2 separate regions of the Callithrix jacchus genome follow, and region 1 is linked to region 2. Evidence: chromatin contacts called from public Hi-C data. All regions are on one chromosome and are shown on one strand. The core of a region is the stretch at or near the end of the contact, and the rest is flanking DNA. Distances in the headings are between cores, read along the strand shown. Region 1 holds the start of LCOR (ligand dependent nuclear receptor corepressor). Region 2 overlaps PIK3AP1 (phosphoinositide-3-kinase adaptor protein 1).

What was found. Hi-C and Micro-C count contacts between places; a contact is called where the count stands out from the background.
Region 1: a contact with region 2 is called in a Hi-C map of induced pluripotent stem cells, with 4 times the contacts expected there. The contact joins the promoter of LCOR here to the enhancer-like site in region 2. A contact is called at or near these places in 2 of 3 Hi-C or Micro-C datasets (induced pluripotent stem cells and skeletal muscle).

Annotation. Positions count from the first base shown.
Region 1 is chr12:89,686,269-89,691,811 of calJac240_pri, forward strand. LCOR (ligand dependent nuclear receptor corepressor) reads left to right here and starts at 1,469. Exons shown (of 7, transcript XM_078346173.1): 1 at 1,469-1,600; 2 at 2,593-2,666.
Region 2 is chr12:89,485,881-89,491,226 of calJac240_pri, forward strand. The region is part of intron 8 of PIK3AP1 (phosphoinositide-3-kinase adaptor protein 1); the gene reads right to left. Among named protein-coding and RNA genes, the nearest start is that of TM9SF3, 53 kb to the left of the region's middle. Within about 2 kb of position 3,306, at least 4 of the 16 cell types and tissues checked have an H3K27ac peak or open chromatin away from gene starts, as enhancers often do.

The sequences.
Region 1 (5,543 bases), core at 219-2,718, 200 kb after region 2:
CCCAAAGTCCTGGGATTAGCGGCATGAGCCACCACACCTGGTGGACAGTACTCTTAAGCCAATGAAATATTGTGGACGTTTGAGAATTGTGGAAAGATCAATATTTTAAGAGTGGCGAAGTGCGGTAGGAGTGAGGGGAGGGGAAGTTGTCTTCTGACCTTTGCATTTGCATTTCAAGCCACCCGTACCCGAGGCCCACCCAGTCCAACTGTGTATGGGTAGATATACGATTCTGCAATTCCACCAGTGGCTGGTGCAGAGAACCAGGACCACCACCTTTGAAAAGACCTAAATCAATACACCAATGGGATTCCTGAAGTCAAGTATTTAACGACTTTGCTTTACTTACTACAGCAATTAAAATTAAGTCTTCAAACTTAAATTTAAATTTCTAAAGGCAGGAATGCACTGTCCTTAATCTTAAACACCAAAGGTGGGGGGGAAGAGAACAGAATCCTAGGGTACTAGGCCTACTGCTATGGGGCGATCTCTTCTGCTTTTTTTTTCCTACCCCACTTTTCCCTGTCTCCTTTCGTTCCCCTTTCTGCTCTCTTCTCGTTCTCTTCGAGGTAACAGTCACAAAATTAAGACCGCATTACGTTTAAATGACACAGATAGTTCTCTGTGCAGTGTGATTCAATTATTCCAAGAGGTTTGGTCATCGAAAATATTTCTCTTCCAGCCCTTTCCTGAAACCTGAAATGAAAGCACTTCCAATACACTGCTTTAAGTATTCCTAATTAAGTCTGTTTCTTGAAATATTAAAATCATTCTCACTTGAGCACAATATTCCGAAATTCCTTGAGAATTTCGGCTACGATCAGTCTTGCTAGTAGAAACCTATATATATATACATTTAATTTAAAACGCTTGATTTCCACTTTTTACTGGGTTTCCCAATGTTGGCGAAGTCTCCGAATGACTTAATAACCCGTATTCATTTCACCTTTGAAAACCTTAGAGCTCAGTGCCTCCACGGGCATCCGGGCATTTATTCTTATTTCTGCCTCTTAAGCAGGCTCTGGGGAAGAGCAGTTTCGACCCAGAAGTTCAGAGCAGCAGTTTCTACGGAACTTGCAACAGTTGGTGCCAAGCGATAGGCAGGTTGGAAGTGATAAATGGGGCTGGCGTAAAAAACAAAAAGCCCCGGGGAGGGCGGGGGCAGCCGTGGCCTTGGGGGAGTGTACGAGGGCGGTGCGGGGCCGGCGGGGCTGAGCATCGGCCGTGGGAATGCGCCGTCCGGGGCGGCCAGAGACTACGGCCGCCGTGGAGTAGGGGAGAAGGACGGCGGGATCGCAGCCCGGGTGGCGGCGAGACGCGGGCGGCGCGCGGGCCCTGGCCTCCCGGGGCCATGCTGGGGCCACGGCGAGGTGAGGCCGGCCCTGCCCCCGCACCGCCCCCGGCGGGAGGTGCGACGCCCGGGCCGCGGGTGCGTGCGCGGCCCCGGGCGACGCGGCTGGGCGTGCGCGGGGCCGCGGCGGAGGCAGGGCCGGGCGGGCGGCAGAAGATGGCGAGGGTGTGTAGGCGGCAGCAATGCTCCGTTGAGAGACGCGGCTTTCGGCAAGAACTGGATTCGTGGCGCCACAAGCTCATTCACTGTGTAGGTGAGACCCTCCGCCCGCCGTCGCGGGCCCTCAGGCCACTCGTCCGCCGGCCGCCCCCGACCAGGGAGGGAGCCGGGGAAGTGGCAATTGCTGCTCCGGCCCGCCCGCCCTCTTAGGCTGGAGCGTCCCCCTCCCCCACCCCCCGGAGTGCGAGCGCGCGCGACCTCCAGGCGGGCTCCCCCGCTCCGCCGCGCGCGCGCCGGCCCCTCCTCTCCGCGCGCCTCCCGGGGCGGACTCTCGGCGGGAGCGCGTGTTCCTCCCCCTCCCGCTCCTCCTCACCGCCCACTCGCTCCCCCCTCCCCGCTCCCGCTCCGGGCCCGGCGCCCTGGCGCCGCTACCGGCTTATTGTGGCGACTCGCCCCGCGGCGCTGCCTCTCCACTAGGGGTGATGCGAGGGGCGCGGGCGTGCTCGGCCCCAACCCGCGCTCCGGCCGCCCCCGTCCTCCTCCCGCGCCACCCCTCCCCCACGCGCGGGGCGCGCCCCTAGCCCTGCGTGCACGCGCGGCGGGCGGCAGGCGGGCGCCCGGCACTCGGGCGTGTGCGAAGCGTGAGGTGGAGATGGGGGCGGAGGGAGCCGGAGCTGTCACAGTCCCCGGGTGCGCCTGACCGAGCCGAGTGGGGTGTCATGGCCGCGGGGGGCAGCGGCTGCACTTCCTCTGCGGGCGGCGGCGGCCGGGGAGTTAATCCTCGACGCACGGGTCGGTGTGTGCGTATTTGTGTTCGGTGTCGTGAGGCGGGGAGGAGGGGGTGGGACCGGGTCCGAACGAGGATCCCCGGCGGGGGTCGCTTTCGTTTCCTCCCGGGGATTGGCCGGAGCCGCAGCCTCGCCCGTTGCCCTGTCGGTCCCCAGCCTCCCGGACCTTGGGCCGCCCGCGGGTGGCTTTCCCCTGCGGGCCGGAGGGAGCGCGGACTGGGGCGCTCCGGGAGGGGCAGGGCGGCCGAGCTGCGCCTCTCACACTGTGTGTTTTGTCTGTTTTTCTCTCCCAAGGTCCCGTTTCCCTCTGTGCGGCGGCCGGCGGGACCATAAGGGCTTAACTCATATATTTAACCCCCCTCCAAAAAGTAAGTGGCCCGTGTGGTGTCTCCGCTCCGCCCGCCGCCCCCTAGCCCCAGTCCATCCTTGTGTCTGACTCTCCTGTCCTCCAGCATTGTTACTTCCCGGTCTTTGCTTCGGTGCTGCTGGCGTGTGGGGAGATGCCCTCTCGCCGTCCTCTGTCCCCCACGCCCAGTCCTCGGGGAGACACAGAATTCCAGCCCCTTCTCCCCTAGGGCAATATTCTTGGGAACCAGGTCTTCCCCCGCAGAATCTACGAGATTCTATCCGTTCGCTTGGGCCCCTCATCCCCTCCTTCCCGACAGGGTTTCGTTGGAAGGAATTATGCAAATCCTGCTTTCTGGTGTCCATTCAGCGGCAATTTCATGCGGTGAGAAGTTCTCTTTGTTGTGCGAGGGGGAGAACAGACACTGATTTAATAGACATATCTGTTGGGGGGAAGGGTGGAGGGGGTGTGGAGAGGCTCAGTTTGGAAGAATTACAGCACTTGGTTAGCTCAATGTCTTTGTGTTTAAGCCTTCTGGCTTGACAGGAGGGTCTGCCCTTTACAATGTCCCACAAGAGATGTTTTTGATACTAGATTGAAAAGCAAAACTGAAACTTTAAACAAGTGAAAAATCAGGTAACCTTGACTTAAAGAATATAAGCCTTTCCATTTCGGCAGCTTTTCATTACGAAAATGTATAACGTGAGTTTTGTTAAGGATTTAGACTGTAACACCGTAGTTAATATAGGTAACAATGCTTTAAGGTATCTGATACCACTTTGGTTGTCCAAAGGTTAAAAGTACATTTTAACACATATGCTTGTGCAAATAATAAAGGCATGAGTCAGTTTTTTGGTATAATTTGTCTCATGAGTATATTTTAAAATTCCCCTCCTGCCAATCCAAGACCAGTGCTGCCCTCCAGAAAACAGTCTTTTGGCTATCGGTTATCCTGTACTCTGCTTTATCTCTGCTTGTTTTATTCTTTCAAACCTATTATACATCTAGTAAAATGTTATATCAGTTTAAGTACTTTTTGAATTTCATGTTATTTCGGACCATCGTAGAAGAGAGCATATAGCAGGTTTTGAGAAGCTTGAAATTAATGGGTTTTTAGAATTGTGGGTTAATAAAAAATAACTGGAATTGCTTTGAAGAATTTTTAGTTCTTGTTATGTTTTGCGTTTCTTCGTGATTGGCTTTTTCAGCAGAGCGTTTTAGTCTTTGAACGCTTTTGAAATTTATAATGTTCTATCCTGTGAATTTTCTAAGTTCATGTTGCTATAGTTTAGATGGTTTTAATTAGTTGCGTATCTTATTCTAATTCTGTTTGCTTTTAATCTTGACCTCCTGCCTCAGGACCCCATTTTATCAGTCATTGCTAGTTAGTGGTTAGTTACTGCTGCTTGACAAGATGTGTTTTTGTTTTTATTTTTTAATTTTTTTGAGACCGAGTCTCGCTCTGTCACCCAGGCTGGAGGGCAGTATCGTGATCTCTGCTCACTGCAACCTCTGTCTCCTGGGTTCGAGCGATTCTTCTGCCTCAGTTTCCCAAGTAGCTGAGACTACAGGTATGTGTGACCACACCTGGCTAATTTTTATATTTTTAGTAGAGACTGGGTTTCACCATTTTGGCCAGGCTGGTCTCAAACTCCTGAGCTGGTGATCCTCCCGCCTCGGCCTCCCAAAGTGTTCGGATTACAGGCATGAGCCACTGTGCCTGGCTTTTTAATTTTTAACATTATGACTGATAAATTATTTCTGTAAATACCTCAATGGAATATCAAAATTTGGGTTCACTTTTTAAAGGCAAATTTTAATCTGATGATCAAATTTCTTAAAGCATACTTTAAACTCCAAATTTCCACTTTAAAGGCAGTAAAGTTCAGAAGATTATAGAGTCCAGAGTGGAGAGCAATATTTTAATCTCAGCCGTAACATATATTCATAGTCTACCAACTAAAATCAGTGGAGCCTCATGTTTTCTCTTCTATTATGTGTAATTTTGTTAAGAGGAGCATTCTAAGTAAATTAATTGTAGTGTTAGGAACTTTCTATATTTAAAAGGACTGGCAGTGATCCATCTACCTTTCAAAAGGTAGCTTGTTAACTTCCAGATGTAATAATTCCTCATTTAATGGGTTTGGTTCTAAACAGTTAACCTATTTGATTCTCTTGACTGATTATGTTAATACTTTAGGGTCATTTGGTTTCTGAAAGGTATTTAATTTACAGAACTTTGAATTAAAAATTAATTCTCAGTTATTTCTAAAATCGAATTCTGCCTTTTGTTAATAGTTTTTTGGAGAGCAAGTGGTGGTGGTGGTGGTGAAGTTGGTGCTTAAATGATTAGGTTTAAACTGGAGTTAGTCCTGGGTTCAGTGACTGATCCAGATGGATATTTGGTTACCAGGTGATTGTTAAGGAGTCCTCTGAGACTAAGATGATCAGTCTAGATTCCAGGAAGATCTAGACTCTCTCTGCGCCTGATATAATGTAGCGCCTGATATGATGTAACCTATTGCTCTGCGGCACCTTGCCCTTGCCATATTTTCAAGAAGCTCTTCCTAATGTGGGGAAAGTTGTGGTGATTTCAGCTTAGCTCTAGCTTGGCTAAAATTAGGACAGCAGATGAGTCTCTTTGACTTTCAGAAAGTTATTTCAGATTGCCCTAATTTCCTCAAATGTGCTTGTAGCTGGAGCAATTCTAGGAAGTGTTTGAATAATGCCATTTTTTAAGTCTTATAGGCTACACAGGATGACCTGGAATTTCTTACGTAGTGAGAGTTGGTTATTTGATGCCACTTTTATTTTTATTTAAATTTCTTAGTAGAGACAGGATTTGACTGTGTTGTCTAGGCTGGTCTCAAACTCCTGGCCTCAAGGTATCCTCCTGTCT
Region 2 (5,346 bases), core at 2,056-4,555:
GCCACCTGCATTCCTGATGTCTTCTGCCATCTTCAAGCCCAGCAATGTTGGGCAGAAAGCTTAGCTGAACTGAGTTCTTCCCCGGATGTCCTCTCTCTGGTCTGTTTCTGACTCCGTCTTCCACTTGTAAGGACCTTTTTGATTATACTGGGCTCACCAAGATGATCCAAGATATTCTCCGTATCTTGAAGTCAGTGGATTAGCAACCTTGATTCCATCCCCAATCTTAATTCTCCTTTGTCATGTGACCTAGCATATTTACAGATTAAGGGGCATTATTCTGCCTCCCAAGATAGACCCAAGTATCAGGCACAGTCAGCCTGCCATGAATTTCCGTCCCATACTGGGCCAGTGAAGGGAAGAGAAGACAGGAATTAGGGCACTCTCAAGTGAGTCCATCATGTTTACACACAGACTGGGCAGCCTTGTTCTGATACAAATGCTATTAAGTCTCTAGATGTGCACTGCCTTAAATGAAGTTACCTAAAAATGATTTTTCCATTTATATTATAAAGAAAATGATTTTTGAAAATCTTTAGTTGAACATAAATATCTCTGTAGACCAGGAACAGCAGATACCATACATGGGCCTCCATGTCCCTATTCCATTTTCATGGCAAACATCAGTAACCAATCATAACATTCTTTCTGTCCTTCTTAACACAGCACCCAGGCACTCAATACTGGCTAACTGGAGCCAGTAATTATTACAGGTGTGGTGGCTCATGCCTGTAATTCCAGTACTTTGGGAGGCTGAGACAGGAGGATCACCTGAGGTCAGGAGTTCAAGACTTGCCTGACCAACATGGTGAAACCCTGTCTCTACTAAAAATACAAAAATTAGCAGGTTGTGGTGGTGGGCATCTATGGTCCTAGCTACTTGGGAGGCTGAGACAGGAGAACCACTTGAACTGGGAGACTGAGGTTGCAGTGAGCCGAGATTGCACCACGGCACTCCACCTTGGGCAACAGAGCGAGACTCTGTCTAAAAAAAAAAAAAAAGAAGAAAAGAAAGGAAAAGCTAGGCTAGATGCAGTGTCTCATGCCTGTAACCCCAACACTTTGGGAGGCCAAAGCAGGTGGATCACCTGAGGTCAGGAGTTTGAGACCAGCCTGGCCAACATGATGAACCCCGTCTCTACTAAAAATTAATAATAATAATAATAATAATAATAATAAAATTAGCCAGGCCTGGTGGTGTACACCTGTAATCTCAGCTACTCAAGAGACTGAGGCAGGAGAATTGCTTGAACCCAGGAGGTAGAGATTGCAGTGAGTACACCACTGTACTCCAGTGGGGGAGATAGAGCAAGATTCCATCTCAGAAAAAAAAAAATAAATAAATACTGGCCAATTGGCACTGCCATGTGAAATTACTTTTAAAATGCTATTTCCATACCTAATTAAGCACTAAGTCCTGGTAGTAGCAGATATTACCTTTATAATAATACATTTTTTAAAGGTACCTGGTTGCTTATAGTTAATGAGTGATAAGACCCTCTCAAGCTCTAAATATGACAACCCCACGTGTACACACAACCCTTGCCTACAGTGAACTACACAGAAAATTCTGTAAGTGAAAGGAGTCTGTTCCTAGACAAAGAGCATTTTGTAAGGGAACAAATCCCTGCATTCCTGAACGTTCAGGGTTTGTACTTCAGATCCCAACTTGCAAATTAAAAATAACCCAAAATGCACTGAAACCTGCTGTTCTGAGAAGAAAGTGCAAAGTTCTTTCATTTCAGCAAAGAAAAACAACAACAATGACAAGGAGAGTCTGGGGTCACAGCCTCCTTCTGGAAAAGCCATAGAGTCACACTGCACTGGATTTAAGGAGTCAATCAGAAAGAGTCCACTCCTGGAATGCAAGAAGCTTGAACAGAAGCCAGAACACCCAGGCAGGCACTTAATTAAGGAATGAATCAAGAGTAATAGTGAATTCTCAAAGACACCCATATAATACTCCTCGTGGGGCACAGACTACTTAGCTGCAGTGGAAATTCCATCCAGATTATATGCTGTTAATTTAATAGAAAACCAAGTCTGAGTATATAATTCAGTAAAATGTCAGCTACTGAAAGACTGTTCTTCTAGAAAGGCTTTCAAACCCTGAAAGTAGGCCAAAAGAATTTTTCTTTTTTCCCCAGCAAGAATCTTTTGTGGCCAAAAAGAGAGCCATAGAGCAAGAAGCATTGTAGTCAAACATTTGAAAATAACCTGAAGCCTAACAGGTCAGTTTGTCCCTGGGTAGAATGGTTTGACTGACTATGTCAATTAAAAAGTCCAACTTTTCTATACCCTAAAGAAGAAGTAATGGGATGGAAGAGAGAGAAGGACACAGACACACACACACACACACACACACACACAAGTGATGGTTAATTTATTTTATTTTTTTGAGACAGGGTCCCACTCTGTCACCCAGGCTGGAGTGCAGTGGTGCAATCATTGCCCACTGCAGCCTTGATTTCCCAGCTGATCCTCCCATCTGAGCCTCCTAACTACAGGCATGCCCCACCACGCCTGGCTAATTTTTAAAAAAATTTTTAGAGATGGGTTTTTGCTGTATTGCCCAGGCAGATTGAGTGTGGACTCCCATACTCAAGCAATCTGCCCACTTTGGCCTCCCAAAGTGCTGGGATTACAGGCGTGAGCCACCATGCCTGGCCTGTGATGGTCAGTTTTAGGTGTCAACTTGACTTTATTAGGGAATACCTAGAGTGAGGGTGTTTCCAGAAGAGGAGCATGTGAGTCTGAGTGGAATGCATAGAAAAGATCCACCCCCAGTGTAAGCAGGCATCATCTAATCAGCTGAGGGTCCTAATAGAGCAAAAAAGACAAAAGGTGAATTGGTTTCTCCCCAGGAGCTGGCACACACTGGCATACACTCTTCTTCTCCTGGTTGACATCAGAACTCTAGGCTCTCCGCCCTTTGGACTTCAGGACATACACTAGCTGCTCTCCCCTCAGGATCTCAGGCTTTTGGCCTCAGACTGAGAATTACACAATCAGCTTCCTGGTTCTGATGCCTTTGGACTATGTACTTTGAACTTCTGAGTTGATGTTGGAATGAGTTGAGACTTTTGGGGCAACTGAAATGGAATGAATGTATTTTGCATGTGAGAAAGACATGAATTTTGGAGGCTAGGAGCAGAATGCTATGATTTTAATGTGTCCCTCAAAATTTCATGTGTTAGAAACTTAATCCCTCCATCCTCATGAATGGATTAATGTTGCTATCGTGGGAGTGGGTTTGTTATCACAAGAGTAGCTTTGTTATAAAAACGAGTCCTCTCTGCCTCTTCTGCTCTTGCTCTTTTGCCATGGGAATACTTTCCACAGTGTTATAATGCAACAAGAGGGCCCTCACCAGACACCAGCACATGCTCTTGGACTTCTCAGCCTCCAGAATTGTGAGCTAAATAAATTCCTTTTTTTTTTGATACGGAGTTTCGCTCTTGTTACCCAGGCTGGAGTGCAATGGCGCGATCTCAGCTCACCATAACCTCCGCCTCCTGGGTTCAGGCAATTCTCCTGCCTCAGCCTCCTGAGTAGCTGGGATTACAGGCACACACCACCATGCCCAGCTAATTTTTTGTATTCTTAGTAGAGATGGGGTTTCACCATGTTGACCAGGATGGCCTTGATCTCTTGACTTCGTGATCCACCCGCCTCGGCCTCCCAAAGTGCTGGGATTACAGGCATGAGCCACCACGCCCGGCAATAAATTTATTTTCTTTATAAATTACCCAGTCCATGGTGCTCTGTTATAGCAACAGAAAATGGACTAAGACACACACACACACACACACACACACACACACACACACGAGAATAGCAGTCTAAAATTAGAAGGCATTGGCAATGAAAAAGGAGTTGAGGATAGTCTAGGAGAAGCTGCAAAAAAGTTTTGTGGTTTTCTTATGCAGACAAATGCCTCAATACAGTACCCCTGGTAGGCACAAGATCCTCTGCCATGCAGAAGTTAGTCTATGGGATGCATTTGTGGTGCTGTGCAGTGAGTCACATGTGGTAGCCCATCTGAACACAGCCCCACCTGCATTCTCAAAGCAGTGTCCTTTTCCTTCCTCCATAGCACTGTCACAGTTTGTGGTTATATATTCAGTTATATGGTATTTTTGTTTAATATCCAGCTCTTTCACTAGAATGTACATTTTGAAAGGCAAGTTTCCTGCCAGCTTGTTTACTGATTCATCGTCACCTGGCACGGTGTGAATTAAACACATGAGAGCTTCGATAAATATTTGTTGAGTGAATGAATGAACAAGCTAATAAAGGCAAAACAAATGTACACATGAATATGAAGGCATTTGGGCTTTATGAAGGAAACTGGGCATTTGCCAAGCTGAGAAAAGAGAAAGGCAATTTAGGTAGAAGGAACAGCACAGTCAAATGCATGGGAGCATGAAAGAAAAGGCAGCTTGTAGTGACCAATGGAGTTACTGCCACCGAGATGTCCCATGGTTGGAGACACTAAGAGATGTCTCAATACCACCTCTCAGGTAGATGGGGTCTTTGCATTGGAATATCGACACACTATTCCACCCACAAAGTCAAGAATTACATCTTATTTTCTGGTATCTCAAATTCAAGAAATGGTTGAACACCTATTGTGTACAGCCCTGGGTTGGGCACTGTGGATGATACAGAGCTCTAAGACATGCTTCCTTTCGAGGCCAGGAGAGGGTAACCAGAGAAACATGTAACTAGAGCCCAAGGGGATGTGTGTGCAGTGTCCCAAGGAAAGCATGCAGTCCCCCTGCAATCTGTGCAGGTTCAGACGGGAGCAAGGTTGCTGCTGGTGATGGGGATTTTATCTTTTTAACATTAAAACATTCAATCCAGCATGCTTTCACTAAGTCCCTATGTCCCCAACACAGTTCTTGTATTTCTGGAGGAGCAGAAAGCAATAGGAAGTCAGGAAGTACCTTGAGCTCATCTCCCTGCTTCCCAGTGGGTTCTGTCCTTGCAGATAAGAACTCATGCTATGCACCCAGGCGCACTGGCCCAGAAGCATCTCTTGGCTCTACTTGCCAGAATCTTCCCAAAAAGGATGGCAGGAGGATGACAGAGCCTCAGCAGGAGGAAGGGAGGCTCCTGAAAGAAAAGGGTACAGATAGGAGAGGCAGCATGTTTCATAAGCAAACCAGTAATTTATTCATTTTGCATACAAATCGTCCTTCTGCTGAGTTCAGACCTACAGAGCTGGGCTGTGAGGTCCTTTACAGTCCCCAAGTGTGCCCCCAGCTCAGACAGAACCCAGCTTGCAGAGAGGGGCTGTAATCAGAGAGCTCGGGTAAAGAAAACACTGCTGGAAATAATCTG